Linked DNA regions of Mus musculus: region 1 is linked to region 2. The links are chromatin contacts, called in public HiChIP or PLAC-seq maps. All regions are on one chromosome and are shown on one strand. The core of a region is the stretch at or near the end of the contact, and the rest is flanking DNA. Distances in the headings are between cores, read along the strand shown. Region 1 has its middle 16 kb from the start of Gm6416. Region 2 holds the start of Parp8 (poly (ADP-ribose) polymerase family, member 8).

Region 1 (6,241 bases), core at 3,741-6,240, 120 kb before region 2:
GTGGATTATGTTGATGGATTTCTGTATATTAAACCATCCCTGCATCCCTGGAATGAAACCTACTTGGTCAAGATGGATGATTGTTTTGATGTGTTCTTGGATTCGGTTAGCAAGAACTTTATTGAGGATTTTTGCATCGATATTCAACAGGGAAATTGGTCTGAAGTTCTCTATCTTTGTTGGGTCTTTCTGTGGTTTAGGTATCAGAGTAATTGTGGCTTCATAGAATAAATTGGGTAGAGTACCTTCTGCTTCTATTTTGTGGAATAGTTTGTGAAGAACTGGAATTAGATCTTCTTTGAAGGTCTGATAGAACTCTGCACTAAACCCATCTGATCCTGGACTTTTTTTGGTTAGGAGACTATTAATGACTGCTTCTATTTCTTTAGGGGATATAGGACTGTTTAGATCATTAACATGATCCTGATTTAACTTTAGTGCCTGGTATCTGTCTAGAAATTTGCCCATTTCATCCAAGTTTTCTGGTTTTGTTGAGTATAGCCTTTTGTAGAAGGATCTGATGGTGTTTTGTATTTCTTCAGGATCTGTTGTTATGTCTCCCTTTTCATTTCTGATTTTGTTAGTTAGGATGCTGTCCCTGTGCCCTCTAGTGAGTCTGGCTAAGGGTTTATCTGTCTTGTTGATTTTCTCAAAGAACCAGCTCCTCATTTGGTTGTTTCTTTGAATAGTTTTTCTTGTTTCCACTTGGTTGATTTCACCCCTGAGTTGGATTATTTCCTGCCATCTACTCCTCTTGGGTGAATTTGCTTCCTTTTGTTCTAGAGTGTTTAGGTGTGTTGTCAAGCCGCTTGTGTGTGCTCTCTCTAGTTTCTTTTGGTGGGCACTCAGAGCTTTGAGTGCCTCTTAGAAATGCTTTCATTGTGTCCCTTAAGTTTGGGTATGTTGTGGCTTCATTTTCATTAAACTCTAAAAAGTCTTTAATTTCTTTCTTTATTCCTTCCTTGACCAAGGTATCATTGAGAAGAGTGTTGTTCAGTTTCCACGTGAATGTTGGCTTTCTATTATTTATGTTGTTATTGAAGATCAGCTTTAGTCCATGGTGATCTGATAGGATGCATGGGACCATTTGAATCTTTTTGTATCTGTTGAGGCCTGTTTTGTGACCAATTATATGGTCAATTTTGGAGAAGGTACCATGACATGCTGAGAGGAAGGTATATCCTTTTGTTTTAGGATAAAATGTTCTGTAGATATCTGATAAATCCATGTGTTTCATAACTTCTGTTAGTTTCACTGTGCCCCTGTTTAGTTTCTGTTTCCTCGGTTTGTCCATTGATGAGAGTGGTGTGCTGAAGTCTCCCACTATTATTGTGTGAGGTGTAATGTGTGCTTTGAGCTTTACTAAAGTTTCTTTAATGAGCGTGGCTGCCCTTGCATTTGGAGCATAGATATTCAGAATTGAGAGTTCTTCTTGGAGGTTTTTACCTTTGATGAATACTAAGTGTCCCTCCTTGTCTTTTTTGATAACTTTGGGTTGGAAGTCGATTTTATTCAATATTAGAATGGCTACTCCAGCTTTTTTCTTCAGACCATTTGCTTTACAATTGTTTTCCAGCCTTTCACTCTGAGGTAGTGTCTGTCTTTTTCCCTGAGATGGGTTTCCTGTAAGCAGCAGAATGTTGGGTCCTGTTTGTTTAGCCAGTCTGTTAGTCTATGTCTTTTTATTGGGGAGTTAAGTCCATTGATATTAAGAGATATTAAGGAAAAGTAATTGTTGCTTCCTATTATTTTTGCTGTTAGAGTGGCATTCTGTTCTTGTGATTGTCTTCTTTTAGGTTTGTTGAAGGATTACTTTCTTGCTTTTTCTAGGGCATGGTTTCTGTCCTTGTATTGGTTTTTTTCTGTTATTATCCTTTGAAGGGCTTGATTCGTGGAAAGGTATTGTGTGAATTTGGTTTTTATTGTGGAATACTTTGGTTTCTCTGTCTATGGCAATTGAAAGTTTGGCTGGCTATAGTAACCTGGGCTGGCATTTGTGTTCTCTTAGTGTCTGTATAACATCTGTCCAGGATCTTCTGGCTTTCATAGTCTCTGGTGAAAAGTCTGGTGTAATTCTGATAGGCCTGCCTTTATATGTTACTTGACCCTTTTCCCTTACTGCTTTTAATATTCTATCTTTATTTAGTGCATTTGTTGTTCTGATTATTATGTGTCGGGAGGAATTTCTTTTCTGGTCCAGTCTATTTGGAGTTCTGTAGGCTTCTTGTATGTCCATGGGCATCTCTTTCTTTAAGTTTGGGACGCTTTCTTCTATAATTTTGTTGAAGATATTTGCTGGCCCTTTAAGTTGAAAATCTTCATTCTCATCTATTCCTATTATCCGTAGGTTTGGCCTTCTCATTGTGTCCTGGATTTTCTGGATGTTTTGAGTTAGGATCTTTTTGCATTTTGCATTGTCTTTGATTGTTGTGCCAATGTTCTCTATGGAATCTTCTGCACCTGAGATTCTCTCTTCTATCTCTTGTATTCTGTTGCTGATGCTCGCATCTATAGTTCCAGATTTCTTTCCTAAGGTTTCTATCTCCAGCTTTGCCTCGCTTTGGGTTTTCTTTATTGTGTCCACTTCCCTTTTTAGGTCTAGTATGGTTTTGTTCATTTCAGTCACCTGGTTGGATGTGTTTTCCTGTTTTTCTTTAAGGACTTGTAATTCTTTAGCAGTGTTCTCCTGTATTTCTTTAAGTGAGTTATTAAAGTCCTTCTTGATGTCCTCTACTATCATCATGAGATATGCTTTTAAATTCGGGTCTAGCTTTTCGGGTGTGTTGGGATGCCCAGGACTGGGCGAGGTGGGAATGCTGCGTTCTGATGATGGCGAGTGGTCTTGGTTTCTATTAGTAAGATTCTTACGTTTGCCTTTCACCATCTGATAATCTGTGGAGTTAGTTGTTATAGTTTTCTCTGGTTAGACATTGTTCCTCTCATGATTCTGTTAGCCTCTATCAACAGACCTAGGAGAAAAGCTCTCTCCTGAGTTTCAGTGGTCAGAGCACACTCTGCAGGCAAGCTCTCTGCTTACAAGGAAGGTGCACAGATATCTGGTGTTCGGACCTCCCTCCTGGCAGAAGATGAAGGCCTGAAACAGGACCTGTCCCAGAATTTGTGTTGCTTCGGCCTGTCACAGAAGCTGTTAGCTTCTGTAGTCCACACTCTCACCTGCACAGACTAGTCTCAGAGGGATCTGGGAACCAAGATGGCTCCCCCAGGTGCTCCAGCAAAGCTCTCCTGGGCAGGGCGGACACCTCTCCTCTGGCAAGGAAAGTGCCTGGATGTCTGGAGCCCGAAAAGGGGTCTGTCTCAGAAGCTGTCCTCTAGGGACCTTGGGGGTGTCTGCTGACTTCGTGCCCAAGGTGTCCCAGTGCTAGCCACAACTGGAAGGGACTTGTGACCCTGGTCAGTCGGGGTTTCCTGCTTCTCTAATGCTGTCTCAGGTCCTGCGTGATTGGATTGAAACAGAAGTTGTGTTCCACTCACAGGTGGTCCTAAGATCACCACCTCATATTTCTTAGAAGCCTCATCATGTCCTCCCAAAACACTGGTTTCCTGTTGGGATGTGTCAAGTGTAGGTATGCCACATGTATGTTTCTTTTATCCATATGCTTATGTGATATGTCATATCTCAATAATCAGAAACAATGCCTGTACACAATAGTAACTCAGTAAAGAAAGAAGAACCAATTAAGAGAAAGACCAATGCCTTTCAACTTACCTATCACCTATTGTTTGTTAAAACAATTTGAGCATGTGGATAAAAAAAATCACTTATATTTTTAAATCTGAGGCTTTTTTCTTTTTCTTTTTTGCATGAAATTAGATCAAAAATTATTTGCCCCAAGATGTATATTTAAATGAAATGTGTATGTCCAAACAGTGCTTACAATTAACAGAGTGTTTACATGATGCAAAAGCTATCTGTGTTAATGATATTTAACTTTCATTTAGACTCAGAACTAAAGTGTTGTAAAATCTCTCACTCAGCTTTGATACATGTGTTCTCCTGGTATCCTATCATTAATGTAGCTGTCAGCCTGCATTTTCATTCTGAATTGTATCTGTTGGCATAACGTCGTAGGGTTAACTTCAGTTGCTTAGAATCACTAAGCAGAAAACCATCTGACTACCTTGGCAGATGACTTAACCTTAGTATTAATTACAAAAAAAAAAATGATGCTTCTATCTTCACCACTTGGATGTCAAGAAATTGCACATATCAGCAAACAGAATTCTTCTTTTAAAAGGTCTCTGCATTTTGGGTGATGTTTTCAAAAGTAAAATAGGTCTACATGAAACTTTAATTTATGTTTCATAAACCTCTGCCTGTAACTTGCACATTATTGGACTAAATGCATTGGTTCATGTACAATGTATACTGTCTGGTATCTTCATTTTTTTTTTTGACAAAAAAATGTGCTTATTTAAAAATAACTTAATTTTCAGGGCAGTGGTGGTGCCTTTAATCCCAGCAGTCAGGAGGCAGACACAGGTGAGTTCAAGGCCAGCCTGGGCTACTGAGGGAGTTCTAGGACATCCAGGACTCCACAGTGAAACCATGTCTGAAAAACAAAAACAAACAACACCCCTGCCCCCAAACTCTTATTTTTCTAAATATAGTAACAGTGACATGTTGAGGTAACAGTTTTTGCTATTCTGGGACTGAAATGAAGCAAGGAAACCTCCCTGATATCCTGTGCTTTCAAGGGTTAGAGGATCAAATAATTAACTAAACTCTTTTCTAAGTTGCTATTGATCATAATTACAGTGCTGTAAGAATTTACCTGCAGCAGTAAGCTGGGTTCCCTGGAATCACAGGTGCTACTTGCCTGTGCCCATCACGCCACAGCTTGGGCCCAGCTGCTTGCAGGATTCTGCTGGAAGCTGTCTACTTGAGTGGCTCACCGTGTCTGACAAGTCTGGAAGCAAACAGCTCAGTTGTGAATCGCTTCCCCTTAACTGAAAAGCTAAGCCTTGCGCATCTGATACAACACGTCATGTTATCAAGTCAGGAGATCTGCCAAGCATGAATCAAGCCACAGTAATCCTCATATGACGGGTTAGTTTCTCTCCTAGAAGGGATAAAAAGGACTCCAGAGCAGCTCATATCTGACAAATATGGAACACAAGCAGTAGTTTGCACTATTTGGCATTGTGATGATTCAGGCTGTCCCACAGGACACACAGGAACCGGTATGAATGTGGTTAAGGCTCCATATAGCAAAAGTCTCTGCCTTTTAAGCATGACCCAAGATTCTGAATTCTTGTTCATATTTTTGTTCCACTACCCATCCTCATAGAGATGTTCTAGATAAAGTGATCCAGTCTTATGCAGCCAGAGTCAAGAACATGGTTATATTTTTAAGACTTCTTGACATGCCCCTTTTTTCCTGGACAAAATAAAATTCGTCCTATTTTAAATTTTTAAGTAGTTCTGAGTTGTCCTGATTGGTACATTGCCCAAATCTTGACGTTGACACAGGTCCAACTACTTCTTCAGAAATAACTGGTAATGCCAAACTAATCTCCCGTTAATATTAACTCTGGTGTTTTATGAATGTGTCATCAAATTCTTCACAAAATTCTTGTCTGCCGTTATTATAAAGTCATGGTACAAGGAGTTCCTATAAAATGCCAGCAGGGTTTTATTCAGCAGATGTGACCAACAAAGAATGATCATTGTAAATTCCCTCTAGCAGGAAATACTTAGAGAACAAAGGCAAGTAACTACTGTTTGTTCTCTCAATTAGAAGATCTGTTCCAACAGCCACCTGTCCGTATAATAACTGATACCATAAGCTGTTCATTCTGTATCTACAGTCTCCTGTTGCAATGGTCATCAGCTGAGGGGCACTAGCATCAGTACCACCGATCTTAAACCCTTCTCTGGAAACTAGTGATGTTGCTGCTGCTCTCTGCCACTGTTACAGAACCAGGTCTACCTCCCATCCCCAAGCAAAAAATGTCAGTGCACAGTCTTGTTGCATTCCAATTCAGACTTTCTCTTCTCAGTGAGTGCTGAACAAGTATTGCGTAGAAGGAATAAGGGATAATAAGGGATAAAAGCAGGGCTTGATGGCCATATAAAATTTCAGAACTATTTAATTTTTACTAAATTCCACTCACTTTTGTAAACATTTTATTTTATTTTTTTCTCTTTATAATTTTTATTAGATATTTTCTTTATTTACATTTCAAATGCTATCCTGAAAGTTCCCTATACCCTCCCCCT
Region 2 (6,632 bases), core at 2,405-4,904:
ACCTTCTGGCCTTCAAAGAACAGATGCACAAAATAAAAATTAATTATTGGAGAAAGGAGACACCGGATGCAGGCAAAAGTGCGAATTATTTCATTTATGCCTAGCCCACAATACTGTGCTTTCGGTAGAGTTTATTAACACACATACACACACACACTCACACACACTCACACATACACACACACACACACAGACACACACACACACACGGAATAGATGCATAACGTGGATGTGCTGGTTTTAATTGTTTCATCCTGTTTCATATTTAAAAATATTTAAACATTTCACACCTTAAGGGGCATGGCCAAAGTGAGTTTAGCTTTAAAACAAAACCAAAAGGGAAATGAAAGTAACAAAACAAAGCAAGAAAATAAAAAAAGAAATTAAAGGGGAAACAAAACAAAACAAAAACATCAACAAAACAAAGCAACAACAACAACAACAAAAAAAAACCAAAAACCACAGGAGTTGGGCATGGTGGCTTAGTCTAGTCTACACAGTCAATGAGTTCCAGGCCAGTCAGGGCTACATAGAGAGACCCTGTCTAAAAGAAACACAACATCAGACAGAATAAATCACAGGAAAGCCTGATGTGGCATGAGTAGTATGTAAGGTGCTATAAAATTATTTCAGATTCTCATACAGGAGAAGTGAAACCTTTGGGCAGACAACTATATGATCAAGTCCCGTGAGTTAAGAGATGTTAAGCCTCCAATAGTTCCGTGCTCCTTACAGAAGAAGGAAGTAGTCAATAATCCAGGAGTGAGAGATAAAGAGGAAATGAAAGTGCTTTTGTTGTCTGAGGTGTCTATAGAAAAGCAGCCAGGGGGATTTGAACTTCTACCTCTCTATCTACATTGTTCCTTGCAGCCTTTCTCTATAAGGTACGTCAGTTTCAGACAGCTTCTTTATTAGCCAAGTTCCTACGAGGAATTGAAATGGCTCAGACGTCCTCATCAAGACCCATCCCGAGGAAAAGAAGTGGTCATTGTGGCTGTGGTTACAGCAGATCTAAGGAATGTGGAGCTGTGTTCTTTAGCTTCAGTGGGGATGGCTGTCCAAGATGGAATGGTTCTTGTCTGCCAGGAGAAGTAGTTGGGATGAAACTTATTTTCTGTGAGGCAGAGTTCCATCTGTCAGGGAGGACCATATCAGTCTTACTAAGTCTCCTGTCAACACTCACAGGCTCAGAACGGGACCCAGGAAGACTCTGAGCCATTTCAATTCCTCGTAGGAACTCGGCTAATAAAGAAGCTGTCTGAAACTGGCGTGCCTTATAGAGAAAGGCTGCAAGGAACAATGTAGATGGAGAGGTAGAAGAACCTACCTCTCTAATAGGCATCACTTACAGGAGTTAAGCATTGTTGCAACACTGTTCAATACATGTTATGGGCAAGGGGCTTTGTTGCCATCCCTTTTAACGATACCTAGAGAACTAGGATAGGTTGATACCTTAACTCTTAAGCTTGCAATACCTTGCCTTGCTGTCTGGCTGCCTTAAGCAAAGGATTATCAGCCGAGCAGCCAGCCCAAATACTCGCATCCTAGCCATGTGCCATTCCGAATACTCCTGGAGGCTTTAGGAAGCTTTACTGCAAAGCACCACTGCTCCTTGCCTCTGGGATGGAAGAAGCAACCCAGCTACCAAAGTGAAGCGTAACTCTTAACTCCTAACCTCACGGCCTCGGACTCAAGTGTTTCAAATAGCACTGGATCTCTTGCTGCCTCACGCCTTGGTAAACTCTAGATAACCTTGAAGCCTTCTCCACCCACTATCAGCTGGAGACTAGTTTCCCTAGTGATCCTCAGGCCTGCGATTGGTGCCCACATGGTCCCGTATGAGGGAGGAACTGCCAGGATTGGTTCATACATGTGCTTTTCTTTCCTGGCTATATAATCAGATTATTTGGCTCACTTTATTACAACGTTAACCCTTAGTGAAGTCTCTTCAAGCAAGGCAGCGAAGGGAAAGCGAAGGCCTTGGGTGCTCTGTGGATGAGATCCCCAGAGCTCTCAAGCTTCAAGGGATATGGATCTGAGCAGCTACAGGCCTCAGACCAGTCTCACAGTGACCTGTCTCTGTAGTTAGGTTAAGGATCACTGTGTCCAAGGCCAGGCTCAAAGGAGAGCTTTAACCCTGCAAAGCCCCACCTAACTGCTGTGGGATGTATGCTGTCTTCTGCCGTCACTAAAGGCTGTCGGAAACTGAGGATTACAAGAGGAAAAGCGTGAGAATACAGATGATGTTAAAAGGCTGGATATATACCATAAGCCTCCAGCCTGAGTGTTTCCAGCAGTCAGTCTCTGCCTTGAAAAGGGTTTGAAATTCTAATACTCTTCTGGGCGTGTCTGTTCAGCCCCTAGGCTCCAGGGTACTGACTCAGGCTTGCCAGCACAGGAAAAGCTTCCCCTACTCACTATTCCTATCGGGAAGATTAAAAGGTTCCGGACAACATGATTGATAACACCTCCTATATTCCAGACACTGCTTGGTCTTAGAATGCAAAACAATATACCTATGGTCTGCCTGGGGGACACTTCTCAGAAACGATGCTAAAGAAAAGAGCTTGGTGGAGCGGGTTCAGGTTCCTTGCGGCAGAAAAGGTGGACCAACCATCATAAGCTTAAAGCAGGGCAATAGAGAGCGGACAGTATGGTTTTCCTTGTTGCGCAAGGTATTAGGGCTGGAGAAACTTTCCCTTGCCTCAGCCCACAGAAGGCTGAGGTTTTGAATAAGACCCAAGCCAGGTATCCCTGACTTAGGGAGTCCCCTCAGGCCAATTTCTTATGAACAGAGCTGGAAAGGAAGAACAAGAGTCTTTGGAGTCTAGAAAGGGCTTCATTTTCAAAAGAGCTTCTCAAACCTGGGACAAACAAACAAACAAACAAACCACCCTGAGAAGCAAAAGCAAAGCAAAACAATAAAAGAACCCCCATCACCTCACCACCAAAAAAGAAGGCAATAAGGAAATGGGAGAGTCCTCCTAGAGTGATCTCCAGCCTTTCTCCCTTTGCCTGATGTGATTACAAGGAAAGACTTGTTCACTTTATTTTTAATTCGTAAAGATTTTTTTTTCTTTTCCCCCTCTTTCTTCCTCCCAGCCACTCCGGCTTGGGTTTCCATATGACTCATAATTCCTTCTGAAAGTGGAGTCGAATTCATAAAAGTGGTGGAAAGAGGAGGGGTGGTGGTGGTGGTGCGGGAGAGGCTGGGAGCTCCAGGGAGTCTTCACTACCTACACTGTCACTCAGCTCCCGGCTCGAGTGGCAGTCGGGGGTGGGGAAATCCAGCCTGCGCGGATGGCGGATACTATTAAAGCCCCAGCGGCGCGCAGCCGGGCCCGGTGACCCGCGGCGGGTGCGGGAGGGTCTGCGGCTGGCGGGCGGCGCTGCAGCAGCCTGGGCACGGCCGCCGCCCGCGGGCGCGAGTGTGCGCGGGTGTGGGAAGGCCGGCGTGCGGGCCGCGAGGGGTGTGCGCGCGTGAGTCGGAGCGGGGCTCGCCCCTCTCCGGCGCCTGCCGCTCCACAGCTGCCGATCGCTCTCCAGCGGTCCCCGGCCCCCTTCGGGCCCCTCGTTTTCCTACGGCCGTCAGTCCGGGCGGGGGTGGGGGGGGAGGGAGAAAGTGAGACTCCGTGTCATCACCATCCATTGTCAGAACAGGAGGAAATTGGAATCCAGCAGCGGCGAGCAGCAGCTGGGCGGTCACATCTGGGAATGCAAAGCCGACCTCCTCCTCCTCCTCCTCCTCCACCTCCTCCTCCTCTCTCACCCGGGATCACTTCCGAAACCACTTCGCCTTCAGCCCCTGCCTCGGCCAGAGGTTTCATTTTTAACTGAATATTTACGAAAGCTGGAAGCGTGCGAGGGGGGTGGGGTGGAGTGGAAATAGCGGCTGCTTCTTTTCCAGGGATTTATTTAATGGGGATGTGTTCAAGGCAAGAGAGAATTCAGAAGGATATCGACGTCGTGATCCAGAAGTCAAGAGCCGAGAAAGACTGCCTGTTTGCAGGTGAGTTCTTGCCTCTCGGATCCTGGGACCAGGAGTCAGCCTCCCCTCTGTCTACCCCCATTGCCCAGATTTCTGACCGCGACGCGTGTAGCTTGGGAGTGTGGGGCGGCAAGTCCCCATTCCGGGTGCATTTGGAAATAGCTGCAGCGGCGTGAGCTGAAACCCAAAGAGGAGGGGGGCACGAGCCACCCCCCTCCCCCCCAAAAAACCCCACCAGGCCAGGGCAGTCTCCGGCTCCTGGGGCAGGACCCGCGCGATCAGAGTGCAGGGGCCGGGCGCTGGGTTCCAGCCATTGGCGGTGCCCAGAGCATCCGAGCTTTGCCTCCCGGCTTCGGCAGCCGTGGCCGAGCGGGGCGGGCTAGAGCCCGGCGGCTTTGCGCCATCGGCCGAGCGGCGGCGGCCGGGAAGGGACCGGCTGCGCTGCGCTGCGCTGCGCTGCTCCCGCCAGGCGCCGAGGCCCCGGGAGAAGGCAGCGCTGGGCCGAGCTCCCGCCCCCTCCGCTGCACCCGCTCCTCGGCGAGCGCGCAGGACACCGCCCCGGGGAAGGGATGGATGGATTCCCGGGGTTCCCGAGCTACGCAGGCCCAACCTGGGGGTCGCTTTGCGTCCATCTTTGCTCCCCGTCCTCCCACCCCCCCATCCAAGGCCGAGGGCAGTTCGGGCTTCGCAGCCCGAAGCCTGCCAGGGGCTGCTTCCGGCTGCTTGGCTGGGAATTTCCCGCTGTTGCCATGGCACCCGGCACTTGTTGCGGGGGGCGGCCTCCCGCTGCACCCCACGGGGTGCTCCGCATCCCCTCCTGCACCACCCTGCTGGCGGCCCCTAGCTCTCCAGCCTTTGCTTCCCTCCCCATCGGGCCTCCTAGGCTCACACAAAAGTGTAGGTTCAAGACAGAATTGGGGTTAAAAACAACACATGGGGTGGCTTATAACACGACTTTCCGTTTCAGATTTCAGATACTCAGACTCCACCTTTACTTTCACCTACGTTGGCGGCCCCAAAAGGTATTTATGTGTATAGAGTTGCTTCATTTCCTGTTCACACGCTTGTGTTTCCTTTGTTCCTGGTGTCTTCCGTGTTTGGGTATTTTTTTGCTTGTTTGTTTAATCTTGGGACTGCTATCTAGCTGCATTCCTCGCCAGTTGTCTCCCGATTTTATATAGAAGAGGGAAAATAAATATGTTTGAAGTTTTTTTTTTCTTCTTAAGCTAACAGAGGATGAGCAGAACTCCACATAGTGTTCTGCTTCAGTAGTAGATTGCTCTTTAGGCGTTCTGGATTTGACACAGGCGACACCGTGCAAAATTGGTACATTGAGCATGGAGTGAAATATGTGAAAGACATAAAAAGATGTCACAAAATAGTTTGATCGCCACCAGTGCTTATTTTGCCAACGTGTCTCTTTTTTCCATTTTCCTGAAGGTTGACATAAACACGTGGTCTTCCCAGTTCCCCAGGCGTTTTTCTTTTTTCCTCCGCAAAGGAGTGGTTATTTTGGTTTTCACATTTAGTTGTAGAAAAGATTTTGGAGAGTTATATGAAGCTGGCGTGGATGGCTTTTCCTTTGGGGGAAGAGATGCATATTTTAGTAGTCAATTGTCAGGGCTTTGATGCAGCTCAAAGGCAATTTTGAACGGAGGAAGAAGAATTTGCATCAAAAGTTTCTACACCTTGCTTTCTTCATTTTTGTGGTTTGGGTTTTCTTTATCCAATTGCTTTTAGAGACAACTGGTTTAAAAGAGCTGGGGCTACTGACTTAGTCTGTGGAGACTCTTCACCCTAGTGCTGTTGTTAGGAGTCCACATTCAAAATAGCTTGACCACCTTCCAAAATATCTCTTAGCTAATGAAAATATTTATGAATATGGAAATGGCAAAGAAGCTCTGGTCTGTAAATATCTTTTTAAATGTGTACCCTTAAAATACTTAGAGTTTATGTTGCGTCATTTATCTCATAATAAAATTTTAGAATGGTTATCCTATACCCAAATAAAGTCCCAGGATTGGCCTCACGTTGATTGACTAGTTGAGAATGTATCAGTGAATTATTAAGCTTCATTGCCTTTTGGGGGAGAGAATAAATTACATTATTTCTTAATTTCTGAGAGTACCATCATTTTTGTAATTATGGATCAAATTAAATTAGAGGGTGTTTGATTAAATTAACACTGCTGCTACACTTAATATCCGAAGGACATTATCATATGACGGATGTCCTCTTGGATAACTATAAGGGCTAAAACATTCTTTGTGTCAATTGAAATAATTCCCAGGCAGTTAGGTGGAGTCAGTTGTCCCCTTCCTTTAGTGGATTGCGGGGATAGGGATATCCTAAGTGGGCTTTTCTTTGAGGTAGGTAGGTGTGTGTGTGTGTGTGTGTGTGTGTGTGTATCTTTCCTCTAGCCTAGCCTGGCCTAGAACTCACAGTAGTTCTCCTGCCTCAGCCTTCCAGGTGCTCTGATTTCTAGTAAGACAGTTGTGGTCTCAGTGTCTGTACCAGGAGGGGCACACAATGACTTTAGTTGCTTACATCTGTTAGATGCTGCAGTTAAGATTTTTTTTTTTAATTGGCAATTCCTGAGCTGGAGGTGGAGAAGTTATGAATGTCTCCAGGATCACGTCTAAGG

The links. HiChIP or PLAC-seq counts read pairs in DNA pulled down with a chosen protein or histone mark.
Region 1: an H3K4me3 HiChIP or PLAC-seq map of bone marrow-derived macrophages shows a contact between it and region 2, with 4 times the contacts expected there. The contact joins the enhancer-like site here to the promoter of Parp8 in region 2. A contact is called at or near these places in 3 of 39 promoter capture datasets (the C10 cell line, neutrophils and pre-B cells), 1 of 15 datasets of contacts at CTCF or cohesin (CD8 T cells), 10 of 484 Hi-C or Micro-C datasets (the N1E-115 cell line, Th1 cells, adipose-derived mesenchymal stem cells and 7 more) and 4 of 115 datasets of contacts at active chromatin or transcription factors (acute myeloid leukemia, bone marrow-derived macrophages, embryonic fibroblasts and 1 more).

What each region holds. Positions count from the first base shown.
Region 1 is chr13:117,142,775-117,149,015 of GRCm38.p6, reverse strand. It overlaps the pseudogene Gm18945. Among named protein-coding and RNA genes, the nearest start is that of Gm6416, 16 kb to the right of the region's middle. Within about 2 kb of position 4,990, at least 44 of the 459 cell types and tissues checked have an H3K27ac peak or open chromatin away from gene starts, as enhancers often do. A contact at or near this core is called in the N1E-115 cell line, adipose-derived mesenchymal stem cells, bone marrow-derived macrophages and 1 more, where this site is marked.
Region 2 is chr13:117,022,553-117,029,184 of GRCm38.p6, reverse strand. Parp8 (poly (ADP-ribose) polymerase family, member 8) reads left to right here and starts at 3,654. Exons shown (of 27, transcript NM_001081009.2): 1 at 3,654-3,820; 2 at 3,908-4,009; 3 at 4,956-5,010. The coding sequence starts at 3,919.